Linked DNA regions of Hordeum vulgare: region 2 is linked to region 1. The links are chromatin contacts, called in public Hi-C maps. All regions are on one chromosome and are shown on one strand. Each heading gives the region's core, a stretch centred on a gene start, on an enhancer-like site or on the middle of the called end of the contact. The rest is flanking DNA. Distances are from core to core; before and after follow the strand shown. Region 1 holds the start of LOC123427330 (probable galacturonosyltransferase-like 3). Region 2 holds the start of LOC123427334 (tRNA-dihydrouridine(20) synthase [NAD(P)+]-like).

Evidence for each region. A called contact is a pair of places that touch in the nucleus more often than the background predicts.
Region 2: a Hi-C map of leaf shows a contact between it and region 1, with 5 times the contacts expected there. The contact joins the promoter of LOC123427334 here to the promoter of LOC123427330 in region 1. A contact is called at or near these places in 4 of 6 Hi-C or Micro-C datasets (leaf and seedling) and 1 of 1 datasets of contacts at active chromatin or transcription factors (embryo).

Annotation. Positions count from the first base shown.
Region 1 is chr2H:567,298,747-567,305,697 of MorexV3_pseudomolecules_assembly, forward strand. It overlaps LOC123427330 (probable galacturonosyltransferase-like 3), which reads left to right and starts at 1,585. Exons shown (of 1, transcript XM_045111345.1): 1 at 1,585-3,201. The coding sequence starts at 1,698. The coding sequence ends at 2,720.
Region 2 is chr2H:567,591,085-567,597,145 of MorexV3_pseudomolecules_assembly, forward strand. LOC123427334 (tRNA-dihydrouridine(20) synthase [NAD(P)+]-like) reads left to right here and starts at 4,802. Exons shown (of 11, transcript XR_006622388.1): 1 at 4,802-5,001; 2 at 5,809-5,914.

The DNA of each region.
Region 1 (6,951 bases), core at 335-2,834:
TCACAGTCACAAGCAACCGTTAGTGTTTCTCGGCATGCCATCGCTTCAAGGATTTTTTGGGTGTGTAAGGCCAAAAAGGGTGGTACTTGAAGCGGACAAAAAAATGCCTTCTCTATTTTTGGCGACCACCCCCACCAGCCTTTGTTGTCGTTCTTCCCGGCTGTTGCATAGATATTTAAATTTTTAAAACTATTAAAAAAAACCTCCCACGTGAGATGCAACTTTGGCGACACGATGACTAACATGCGATCCAACACCGCCGCCATCTCTGGGTGGCGGCAGCGAGGGGAGTGGAGGAGGGAGGGAGGGAGGTGGTGATGTCGTATTGGCTTGAAATGGTAATTGCAGTTTGTGGGGCATGTCAAGTGGCAACGATGACACATGATGTGTGGAGTAAAGGTTAAGTGTTTCTTTAAGACTTGTGGTGGATGAAGTCAGAGATGTGGACGGACTATGTTGTGTCAATTTTGTCTCGCGATGGGTGGCAGTGTTTAGGATGTGTTGGTTCAGGCTGGCTCAGTTTGATGAGACAATGTTTTTTTTTACATGTCGGTGATGCTAAGATGTGGAGTTAGAGTCGACGAGTCGAGGGTGCTTCAGTTGATGGCAATGGCGATGACGCTGATGAGCAACATTGAGGGTTGGTGCATGCACTTGCACTTGTTTTTTTTTGTTTGGCTTGTTCAGGTATGTGCTGAGTCTGACTTGTTGTGGCCAAGACACCATCAAAATTAACAGTGATGGCAGTGTGGCGCTTCAGCATAGCAGAAGTGACGATGGAGAGGTAACTCGCTCTAAGCAGGGCTTAATTGCTGCCTGGTGCAAACCCTTTGGTGGGGTGACTAATCCCCTTGTTGCAGAGACCTTGGCATTGTGGGAAGGTGCTCTTTTTTCTCGGTTGAGAGGCTTTTCGAAGGTGATTTTAGAGACATATAGCTTGGAACTGGTTCAGCTATGGCATTTGCGTCACAATTCTCGCTCAGTTGTGGCGTCTATCTTGAATGAAATAGGGGAGCACGTAGCTTTCTTTTCTTCTTTTGGTATTCAGCTTTGTAATAGAGCGGCCAACACGTCTGTCCACTTGTGTGCAAAGCAAGCTAGCACTAGAGAGGTGACAGAGTGCTGGATGCAGTCGCAACCTAGCTTTCCTGTAACTTGCCTCCATGCAGATTTTGCCGGGGCTTTTGCTAAATAAATTCCCATATTTCCTGCTAAAAAAAACATGCCGTCCGAGGTAATGTAGTCAGTGCCTAAGAATGAGCTCAATTAACTTCCATCTCGAAAAGTAGGCCTTGCATGGGTCTCGTGCGAGCCTTACTAAGCTTCGCCCACCGTCACGCTGAACTAATAAATCGAAAAAAGAGCCCACGCAAATATGGAGGAGGGTCCGAAAAGTGGAGGCCCCGTCGAAATCGTAACCAACCACCAAGAGCCCAACGTCCGGAAAAAAATCCCAACGAGAAGCCCCGGAAAACCCACGCGGAAACCCCACACGTCGCCCTCTTTCCAGCCTGTCCTCCCTCCCTCCCCTCCGCCGTCTCCGCCTCTTAACTCTGCATCTCCCCCCGCCCCCCACCCGTGCCGACGGTGCCGTGCCCATCCAAATTCCATTCTCCTCTCCGTTCTTTACCTCCCCCCCTCTCTCGGATGGGAGGGGAATAATAAAGGCGCAACCCCATCCACCCCACGCCCCCGCAATGCGCCTCCTCGCCGCGCTCCTGCTCTTCGCCGCGGCGGCGGCGGCGGCCGCGGCCGAACTGCCCGAGTTCAGGGAGGCGCCGGCGTTCCGCAACGGCGCGGGGTGCGCGGGGGCGCCCACGATCCACATCGCCATGACCCTCGACGGCACCTACCTGCGCGGCTCCCTCGCGGGCGTCCTCTCCGTGCTCCGCCACGCCGCCTGCCCGGAGTCCATCGCCTTCCACTTCGTCGCCTCCTCGGCCTCCCCGGCCCGCCGCCTCGCCAGGCTCCGCGCCGCGCTCGCCGCCGCCTTCCCCACGCTCCCCGCCACCGTGCACCGCTTCGACGCCCGCCTCGTCCGCGGCAGGATCTCCTCCTCCGTCCGCCGCGCCCTCGACCAGCCCCTCAACTACGCCCGCATCTACCTCGCCGACATCCTCCCCCGCTCCGTCCCCCGCGTCCTCTACCTCGACTCGGACCTCCTCGTCGTCGACGACGTCGCGCGCCTCTGGGCCACCGACCTCGGCCCCGACGCCGCCCTCGCCGCGCCCGAGTACTGCAACGCCAACTTCACCCTCTACTTCACCGACGCCTTCTGGCGCCACCCCGGCTACCCCACCGTCTTCGCCAACCGCACGCGCGCGCCCTGCTACTTCAACACCGGGGTCATGGTCATCGACCTCGACAGGTGGCGCGCCGGCGGGTACACGGCCAAGCTCGAGTACTGGATGGACGTGCAGAAGCAGGAGGCCAGGATATACGAGCTCGGGTCTCTCCCGCCCTTCCTCCTGGTGTTCGCCGGCGACGTGAAGGCCGTGCAGCACAGGTGGAACCAGCACGGCCTCGGCGGGGACAACGTGGCAGGCCAGTGCCGGGAGTTGCACCCGGGGCCGGTGAGCCTGCTGCACTGGAGCGGCAAGGGGAAGCCGTGGCTGCGGCTCGACGCTGGCCGCCCGTGCCCGCTGGACGCGCTCTGGGCGCCCTACGACCTTCTCCGCCGCGGCGGCGCCCGTGACGACCTGCTCGCCGCCGTGGCCTGACAATGAGCGGCACACGTCGCTGGAGTGACAAGTCAGTCGTCCGAGTCCGGATCACGGCCCATGACCCGGCTCGGTTGCGGCGTCGCCGTCGTCGGGGTCGGTGTCGGTGACTCGGTGTAGGGGCAGTGACGGACGGACACGCCGTACATGGTGGCCTCACAGGATGGGATGGGCCCGGCGCGGGCCCAGGTGGACAATTTTATGGCTATGGTTGGAGTGGCCCTTTCGGTACTGACATCTAGGCCCGCGTGCTGCTGACGGACGTGTCGAGGTTTTTGCTGTGACGGGCGCTGAGATCTCGCCAGATGCAGCGGCGGGTCGTGTACAGCTGTTGTTTTTTTTTTTTTTTTTGCCTGTTGGGGGAATATCTTATTTGATTCCATTCGTTTTCTGTTAAGATCGAAATCTGTAACAGATGTACCTTATCTATAGTAACACTATAACACTGCCAAAAATAATCGAGGGGATATTTTTGTTTGCATGCTTTCAGTCTTTTATGTACATGCGGTGACCGGTGAGGGAAAGAAACTTAGATTGTGTCAAATGCATTTCTTAATTCGTTGAGAGGAGCTAACTGGATGTCGTTTAGTGGCGCAAATATTCAAATCTGTGGCTCCAGATTTCAGGAATCTGATCCGGCGTCTCCACTTTTTTGGTTTAAAGCTTTGATGATGGACCCTGAAATATTAGATTAGTGTGTGGTTTGTTGCCATGTGAATGGTCGGTTTGCCAAGTGCTCGAGTGGATCCTTTTTGGCAAAGGCAGGGGAGGAAATCATCTGCTTCTCTCGTCTCGTGCCAGAGGGGCCCAAGGGTTGTTCGGTTGCTTTCGGCCTTTTTCTCCCGTGTGTTCACTCCATTGCAGCAGCTAGAGTGTTGTGAATCATGTTGTCGTCAAATGTTCGCTTTGTGCAGGCGGCTTACTACAAATCAGAGGATGACAGACATGTGTTGGCATCGTGAGCTTTGGTTAGTGTTTGACTGTTGGTATATCAAGTTTACTATAGGCTAACGTCTATTTTGCCGTGCCGTTTTACATACGTGGGATCAACTCCTTTTCTCTAGCAGGTTATTGTTGTCGATTGTTTCGTTCTGGTTTTTTCTGCATTGGCATGGATTTTAGTTATCGTATATGACGGTGTTTTCTTATACATATATCGGGTTGCGCTGTTATTGAAGACGGAGCATATTGGATTTGTTGGATGCATGGCTATGGAGTTTTTTTTTCTTTGCGAAAAAAACTTCCGACCTATTAATCTTCAATCATGGTAGTACAATGAATACTAGAAATAATAAAAATTACATTCAGATCCGTAAATCACCTAGCGACGACTATAACACTGAAGCAAGCTACGCGTCGCTGTCATCGCCCCTCCCTCGCTGAATCCACACAAAACATGTTGTAGTAGACAGTCGTGATGTTGTCGTGCTAAGGCCCCATAAAACCAACACATCAGAAGAGCAACCATCACCGATGACGAGTAGTGTAGATTAGAAGGATCCAACCTGAAGATAGACGAACATAGATGAACGGCGACCAGATCCGAGCAAATCCACCAAAGACAATCCTCCTCGAGAGCCAGATTAGCTTACCTGTCATGAACTCTCTCTTGGGGATTATTGTGCTGCTCCCCAGCAAGACTTCATATTTTCGTTTGTACCTTGGCCATGGCTGTATGCCAGTTGGCGGCGTGTGCGTGGGTGTGTTGAACCTTGTGGTGTCTTGTATGCTTTGGTCGAGGCTTTATAATATAAAGCGGGGGGAAACCCTTTTTCGTCAAATCCACCAAAGACAGACCCGCCAGAGACACACCTCCACACGTCCATCGTCAGTGCTTGACGCACCATCGAAACGGGAACTAGCGAGGAGACCATTACTCCATCTACAGGGAGCCGCCACCAGCAAAAGACAAACCCTAACAAAACTCGAGGAAAGACTATAAAGATGCTCTACAGATATCTCCGATGGTGTCCGTTGAGTTAGTATGGATCAAGACTGGGATTTGTCACTCCGTGTGACGGAGAGGTATCTCGGGGCCCACTCGGTAATACAACATCACACACAAGCCTTGCAAGCAATGTGACTTAGTGTAAGTTACGGGATCTTGTATTACAGAACGAGTAAAGAGACTTGCCGGTAAACGAGATTGAAATAGGTATGCGGATACTGACGATCGAATCTCGGGCAAGGAACATACCGAAGGACAAAGGGAATGACATACGAGATTATATGAATCCTTGGCACTGAGGTTCAAACGATAAGATCTTCATAGAATATGTAGGATCCAATATGGGCATCCAGGTCCCGCTATTGGATATTGACCGAGGAGTCTCTCGGGTCATGTCTACATAGTCCTCGAACCCGCAGGGTCTGCACACTTAAGGTTCGATGTTGTTTTATGCGTATTTGAGTTATATGGTTGGTTACCGAATGTTGTTCGGAGTCCCGGATGAGATCACAGACGTCACGAGGGTTTCCGGAACGGTTCGGAGACGAAGATTGATATATAGGATGACCTCATTTGATTATCGAAAAGTTTTTGGCATTACCGGGAATGTATCGGGAGTGACAAATGGGTTCCGGATGTTCACCGGGGGGGGGGGGCAAGCCCACCCGGGGGAAGCCCATAGGCCTTAGGGGTGCCACACCAGCCTTTAATGGGCTGGTGGGACAGCCCAAGAAGCCCTATGCGCAGGAGAAAGAAAAATCAAAGAGAAAAGAAAAAAAAGGGGAAGTGGGGAAGTGGAGAAGGACTCCACCTTCCAATCCTAGTTGGACTAGGTTTGCAAGGGGAGGACTCCCCCCCCTTGGTTCGGCCGAACCCCTTGGGGCTCCTTGCCCTCCCACATATATATACGGAGATTTGAGGGCTGATTTGAGACAACTTTTCCACGGCAGTCTGACCACATACCTCCACGGTTTTTCCTCTAGATCGCGTTTCTGCGGAGCTCGGGCGGAGCCCTCCTGAGATTAGATCACCACCAACCTTCGGAGCACCGTCACGCCGCCGGAGAACTCATCTACTTCTCCGTCTCTCTTGCTAGATCAAGAAGGCCGAGATCATCGTCGAGCTGTACGTGTGCTGAACGCGGAGGTGCCGTCCGTTCGGCACTAGATCAGAGCGGATCGTGGGACGGATCGCGGGACAGTTCGTGGGACGGTTCGCGGGGCAGATCGAGGGACGTGAGGACGTTCCACTACATCAACTGCGTTTATTAACGCTCCTGCTGTGCGATCTACAAGGGTACGTAGATCTGAAATCCCCCTCGTAGATGGACATCACCATGATAGGTCTTCGTGCGCGTAGGAAATTTTTTGTTTCCCATGCGACGTTCTCCAACAGAGGTAATAATAAAATAGTTATTATTATATTTCCTTGTTCAAGATAATCATTTATTATCCATGCTAGAATTGTATTGATTGGAACTCAAATACATGTGTGTATACATAGACAACACACTATCCCTAGTAAGCCTCTAATGGACTAGCTCATTGATCAAAGATGATCGAAGTTTCCTGACCATAGACAAGAGTTGTCACTTGATAACGGGATTACATCATTAGGAGAATGATGTGATAGCCAAGACCCAAACTATGAACGTAGCATGTGATCGTGTCAGTTTATTACTACTTTTTTCTGCATGTCAAGTATATGTTCCTATGACCATGAGATCATGTAACTCACTGACACTGGAAGAATACCTTGTGTGTATCAAACGTCGCAACGTAACTGGGTGACTATAAAGTTACTCTAAAGGTATCTCCGAAGGTGTCTGTTGAGTTAGCATGTATCAAGATTGGGATTTGTCACTCCGTGTGACGGAGAGGTATCTCAGGGCCCACTCGGTAATACAATATCACAACAAGCCTTGCAAGCAATGTGACCAAAGAGTTAGTCACGGGATTTTTGTATTACGGAACGAGTAAAGAGACTTGCTAGTAACGAGATTGAACAATGTATAGAGATACCAACGATCGAATCTAGGGCAAGTAACATACCAAAGGACAAAGGGAATAATATACGGGATTAACTGAATCCTTGACATGGAGGTTCAATTGATGGAGATCTTCGTAGAATATGTAGGAGCCAATATGGCTATCCAGGTCCCACTATTGGTTATTGATCAGAGAGTGTCTCGGTTATGTCTACATAGTTCTCAAACCCGCAGGGTTTGCACACTTAAGGTTCGATGACGTTTCGGTATAGATGAATTATGTATGTTGGTAACCA
Region 2 (6,061 bases), core at 3,552-6,051, 300 kb after region 1:
TGATGTTGACGAAGACATTGGATGCAAAGAAGGAGTTGGAGAAGAAGGCACGAGAGAAGCAAGAGAAGTGGCAATTTGTCAAGGTCGAGGGGTTGCACAAGGCAACCATTGAGGAGAGAAGAGTCTTTGCCGATGAGACCAAAGCCATGGCCAAGCTTCTTATTGAGGAGAACAAGATCATGATATTGAACCGCGATGACATGAACGACATCACCAAAGAATGACATAATATGGCATGGAGAGACATCTTGATGTTTTCTCGTCAGGAGTTAGAACTTGTGCCGCTGATGCTTTTAGTGCGCCCGACTATGTTTTCCCATCAAGAATTGGAACAAGTGCGTGTGATGAACTCAGAGGCGGTGATGGCATCGATGGCGATTGTGCGGAGTGAAGAAGAATATGATGATGATGGACGTGGTCGTTGCTTTTGCATGAAGTCCTTTTGCGTTTGTTATAGAAAACTATATTTTTATTCGCGTGCGAACTATGTTTTATTCTTCGAATTTGACTCAATAGTCGGAATCACTCTTAAATTGGTTAATCCGAAGTTTTTGATTTGTTATAGAAAATTATATTTTTATTCGTGTGCGAACTATGTTTTATTCTTCGAATTTGACTCAATAGTCGGAAGCGGGCTCTGGCCGAGCAGACCCCGCGTAGCCGACCTGTAAAACAACATATTCTTTTACGGGTCGGGTCGGCTACACGGGTCTGCTCATGTGGCACCGACGACCACCTCTTAATCTAGTAACTCTAGTTCCCTCCTTTTTTCCTCGCCCTCTATCTGTCCCGGTCGATCGGTCGCGAGAAGGAAGAGAAATAAGGAGAATAGGAAGATGCGAGAACGCCTAAACCATCTCAAGCGGCAGTCCGATGAAGATTAGCCATGTATCTACCCACGTGAATCCACTGCTTACTTCCTTGTAAAATCCCTAACCAGGCCAACACAGAAAATCGGTCAGAAAACCAGAAAAGGAAACCGGCAACACGTGTCAATCAGGGAAGAGCCAACACCAACAACTGCAAACGTGCGGGAGGAGACGAGGTTGAGTTAGCTTAATTATTTTATAATGCAAATCATAATTCCTTTCTTCTTGTTGGTTTTCTTTGAAGGGTCTTCTTCTTCTTCATTGTGTGAAGAAGGTTATCTATTTCTTCTACAATGAAACATATATTTTTTAGAAAAGTGAAAACAAACCCGGCTCAAAAGCCCTATCTATAATCACCTTAGCCCAACTCAGGCTTTTGTTTTTAAGGGGTTCCTAACCGAAATCATTAATTGAGGAGTTAACCTTTCAAAGATCACTCCCACTTTTCGAGGTTGTGACAATTGGCGCACTGCATGCGTGCCACTTGTCACAACCTTGGAGTTTTTCCTTTTTTTCCATTCGTATTTTCAAAACATTTTATCTCCTAAACCGTGCGTCCAAATCTTGAACCGTTTTCATCGTTGGTTTTCTCGCGTCGAGATCTTCAAAGCTAGATCTCATGTTGATAGGCTTTGACGATTCTTTTTTACGAAAAAAACGAGACCAAAAAACCGTACCTCTCGCAATAGAAAAAAACAGAAAACACGTTTTTTTTTTCGTGTTTTCCCTTTCTGAGAGGCACGGTCGTGCCTCTCACGAAAGCAAAACCGTGCCTCTCGTGAAAAAACGCATTTTTCCTTTTTCAAAAGGCACTTTCCTCTTGCGAAAGCAAAACTGTGCCTCTCGCGAAAAAAGAAACAGAAAACGCGTTTTCCCCTTTTCGAGAGACACGACCGTGCCTCTCGCGGAAGCAAAACCATGCCTCTCGAAAAAACGCGTTTTTTCTGTTTCCGAGAGGCAGGGTCATGCCTCTCGCGTAGGCAAAATTGTATCTCTCGTGTAAGCAAAATCGTGCCTCTCATAAAAAAACAGAAAATATGTTTTTCCGTGTATTTTTTTTCTTAAAAACCTAAGAAATATGTGCGAGAAACCGAAACATAAAACAAATTAAAAAAATCAATGTAAAAAGCCGAAAACCGCGTGCAAAGAATAAAAATAAATAAAATACAGAAGAGATGGTCAGAATGCAACACGAGGCGATGGCCGAGAACGCGCAACGCATGAAAGTAATTGCTTAGAGTAGGGTTGCAAGAAAAGATTGATGCTCGTGAGCCGCTCGAGATCGACTCGTCTTTTGGCTCGACTCGAGGTTGACTCGAAAAGAAATGAGTTAAGTATGGACATTTTTTGTAGCTCGATCGAGAAACGAGCCGATCTTAAGTCAATACTCGCTCGCTTGATTTTATCTCAATAGCTCGGCTTAACATCATTACTATGTTAAATAATCCTGCCATATATTGAATGGAAATGGAATAATTTATTACCATATATATTGCTCATGATTTTTTTTCATTTTATTTACTCCCTCCATCACAATTTATAAGGCGTGCACGTGTATCTAGGTCATCAATTTGATTTATATAAAATATATTGTTTAACACAAAAATTATATCATTAAAAAATAGAACATCTAAAGTTTCTAATGATATATTTTTTGTAATATATGTCTTTTATTAAGTTGATCAAATTGACGACCTAGATACACGTGCAAGCCTTATAAACTGAAACGGAGGGAATATTTGCAAACATGGAAGTTTAATTAAGTGTGGAGGAGGTTTAGGCCTTATTATGGTACATGTTGCTTTTGACCAGAATTCTCAAGCACATGCTCTTTCATTTTTCTGTCTTTCTTCCACGAAAACCATCACCTGTTGCAACCTTGCAAGATGAGCTCTCACGAGAACGACGAGATGGTTGTACAATCGATCGAAGTAAGCCCCTTTTCCATTTTCACATCGAATGACATCTGAATACATTTACTTCTCTTTTTCAAGATCCGAGTTATAGTCACACTATTCGCGTGTAAAATACTCTTGCATAGGCTGCACGTGATTCAGAGTACTGTTAGCCGCAGTAAAAAATCTTGTACTAGATATAGTCACCGCTCTACAGATTCAGAACACAACCTCATCCATCAGTCTAACACACGTCCGCCTCCAGCCCTTCGCCTCGTTCCCCACCATGAGCATGCCTCGCCATCGACCCACGCGTGAACTCGCGACCTCTACGAACTCCAAGACCATCTACGACCTACACTATACTACAAATTCTTATGATCTTCGACAAATAATTTGTTTTTCCAATTATACATCTGTCATGAATTGTCTCTTATGTTGGTGCTAGACTTTTGGTTATTAGAGAATAAGTCGAACTACTTTGAATAAGCTACATTATCATAGTCTTGATTGGAATAATATTTGTAGTGCTTTCTTATGTCTTGATTTGCCTTATCTAGTTGGATCATCCTGGAAGATTTATATTTTTTACTGTCTCATTTAACTTGAAACTAATTCGAGATTGACTCGAGATCGTTACAAGCTGAACACGAGTGAAGTTTTATGGCTCGACAATTAGCTTCACTTAGTTTGAGCTCGCTTGAATTTCAATATGAGTTGAGCTAAGCCAAGTACAACTCGCTCGAACTTGACTTATTTGCAGCCCTAGCTGCGAGGCAACCGAAATAGCGCTCGCTGATGGTAACTAGTTAGCGAGCACTTCTTCGGGAGCCTTCGAGCGATCACTCTCATGCGTCGCCATTTAGCGCGTTCTCAGCCGCCACCACGTGTCGCGCTCTCAACGTTCCCGTCGTAATTTTTTTCGCACGTGTTTTTGGCTCTTTAGAGTGATTTTTTTCTGGATTTTTTTGGTGTTTCGATTTTTTTATCATCTCGCAAAAAAAAGAAACTTTTGGACAATATTTTTTTCGCAAAAAACGCGTTTTCTATTTTTTTTACGAAAAAACACAGTTTCTGTTTTTTTGCGAGAGACACGGTTTTGCTTTGCGAGAGGCACGATTTTGCCTTCGCGAGAGACACGGCCGTGCCTCTCGAAAAGAGAAAAAACGTGTTTTTTGTTTTTTTTTGCGAGAGGCACGGTTTTGCTTGTGCGAAAGGCACGGATTTACATTCACGATAGGCACGCCCGTGCCTCTCGGAAAGGGGAAGAAAACGCGTTTTTCTGTTTTTTTTGCGAGAGACATGGTTTTGCTTCCGTGAAAGGTACGGTTTTGCCTTCGCGAGAGGCACGTCCGTGCCTCTTCCGAAAGGGAAAAAATGTGTTTTCTAATTTTTTTTGCAAGAGACACGGTTTTGCTTCCACGAAAGTTACAATTTTTCCTTCGCGAGAGGCACGTCATGGCTCTCCTGAAAGGAAAAAAACGTGTTTGCAGCTCTCTCTTTTTTTGCGAGAGACGCGGTTTTGCTTCCGCGGGAGGCATGGTTTTGCCTTCGTGAGAGCCACGACTCGTTTTCTGATTTTTTTTCTATCGCGTGAGGCACGATTTTTTCGTCCGGTTTTTTCTTCTGGTTTTTTCGTGAAAAAAAAGTTCGCCAAAACCTATTAAAATGGGATCTAGTTTTGAAGATCTCGACGCGAGAAAATCAACGGTGGAAATCAACGTGGAAACAGTTCAAAATTTGGACGCATGATTTAGGAGATAAAATATTTTAAAAATACGGATCTACGAAAAAAGGAAAATTTTCAGGTTGCGATAAATGATACGCATGCAGTCCGCTATTTATCGTAACCTGTGAAAATGGAAGTAATCGTTAAAAGGTGCAATCGCTAACTAGTGATTTCGGCGCTCGATAGCCGGTGGCTCCCGTTCACAACTTAAGTAAGAGCGAGAAGATTTGGGCTTTTGAGCAGCCGGCCCAACAAGGAAACGTGCGAGAGGTTCCGGTCTAGAGAGGACGCAGTGCTCTGTTCCTGCACGGGACAGCGCGGTCGCCGCCAGCGTCGCCTTTTCTTCTTCCCTGTGGCACTGTCCGCTCCGGAACCTTGTCCCCAGAATTGAGGGGTAGCAAGGAGAGGGTCAGAGGCGGAGCAGCCGCAGCGGCAGAGACGCGGCGACACGAGGCAAGAAGAGATGGACTACCGCAACAAGCTCGTGCTCGCGCCCATGGTCCGCGCGGTAACTACTCCAAACCCTCCCACCCCGATTCGCAGCAGCGTCCCGCATGAGCTGGAGGCGTAGGAACCGAGTTTTAGTCCCCGGAGCACGGGGACCTAGATTCAAGCCTCCCTGAATCTAGAGCGGGAAGCTTTAGTGCCGCACGGGGTGATTGAGTAGCTCGATGGGCGATTGCCCGTGTTGCTAGCCGTGCTAGTCAGAACGAACCCCGAGAGATCTCTAGTTGGAAATCAGGGTTTCTTGGATGCAGCTCTAGGGACTGGAATAAGTAGCACGATATCTCCATTGATGAACTGATTAGTTCTTTGTATGGTTCTCAGTTGCCCGATGCTGGATTCCTGATTAAGAGGGTGCTTGGATACGTTTTAGTCCCATGACTAAAAGTAGTGAGACTAAAACTTGCTAGCCTCACCCATGCTTGGATCCAAGTACTAAAGAGACTAAAATCAAGTTAATGAGCATTTATTATCCTCCAAACTGTCCAATCCAGAACTTGCATGAGGAGTTAAATGAGGAGAGAGAGGACTAATGCACATTTTAGTAGGGGTACCCCTGACTAAAAGATTTTAGCCTCAAGACTAGTTTTAGCCTCTCTTTAGTCAGGGGCGCTTGGAACTTTAGCCTCTTAAAGAGACTAGTTTTAGTCAGACTAGTTTTAGTCTCTTGGATCCAAGCACCCTCTAAACACTAGTTATCCTCCACAAATCACAGTTATTTCTAGACAATATCCTCCTTGTCACACATTTCTTCAACGTCTTTACATAGTTATATGTGGAACCTTCCTTATTCTGTCAATGATTTTTGCAGGGTACTCTGCCGTTTAGGCTACTGGCTGCTGAATATGGCGCCGATATTACGTATGGAGAAGAAATAATAGATCATAAGTTTGTGCACTGTCAACGTGTTACAAATGGTATTGTAGTCCAACTGATGTTTCACGGTTTATTATCATCTCACAAGTCACAACTATGACTACCACATCAATGATTATGTTCTGCTCATAAACTACCGTTTTCGCATCTTATAGTATTGTAGATAGCTTTACTCCAATAATGTTGCA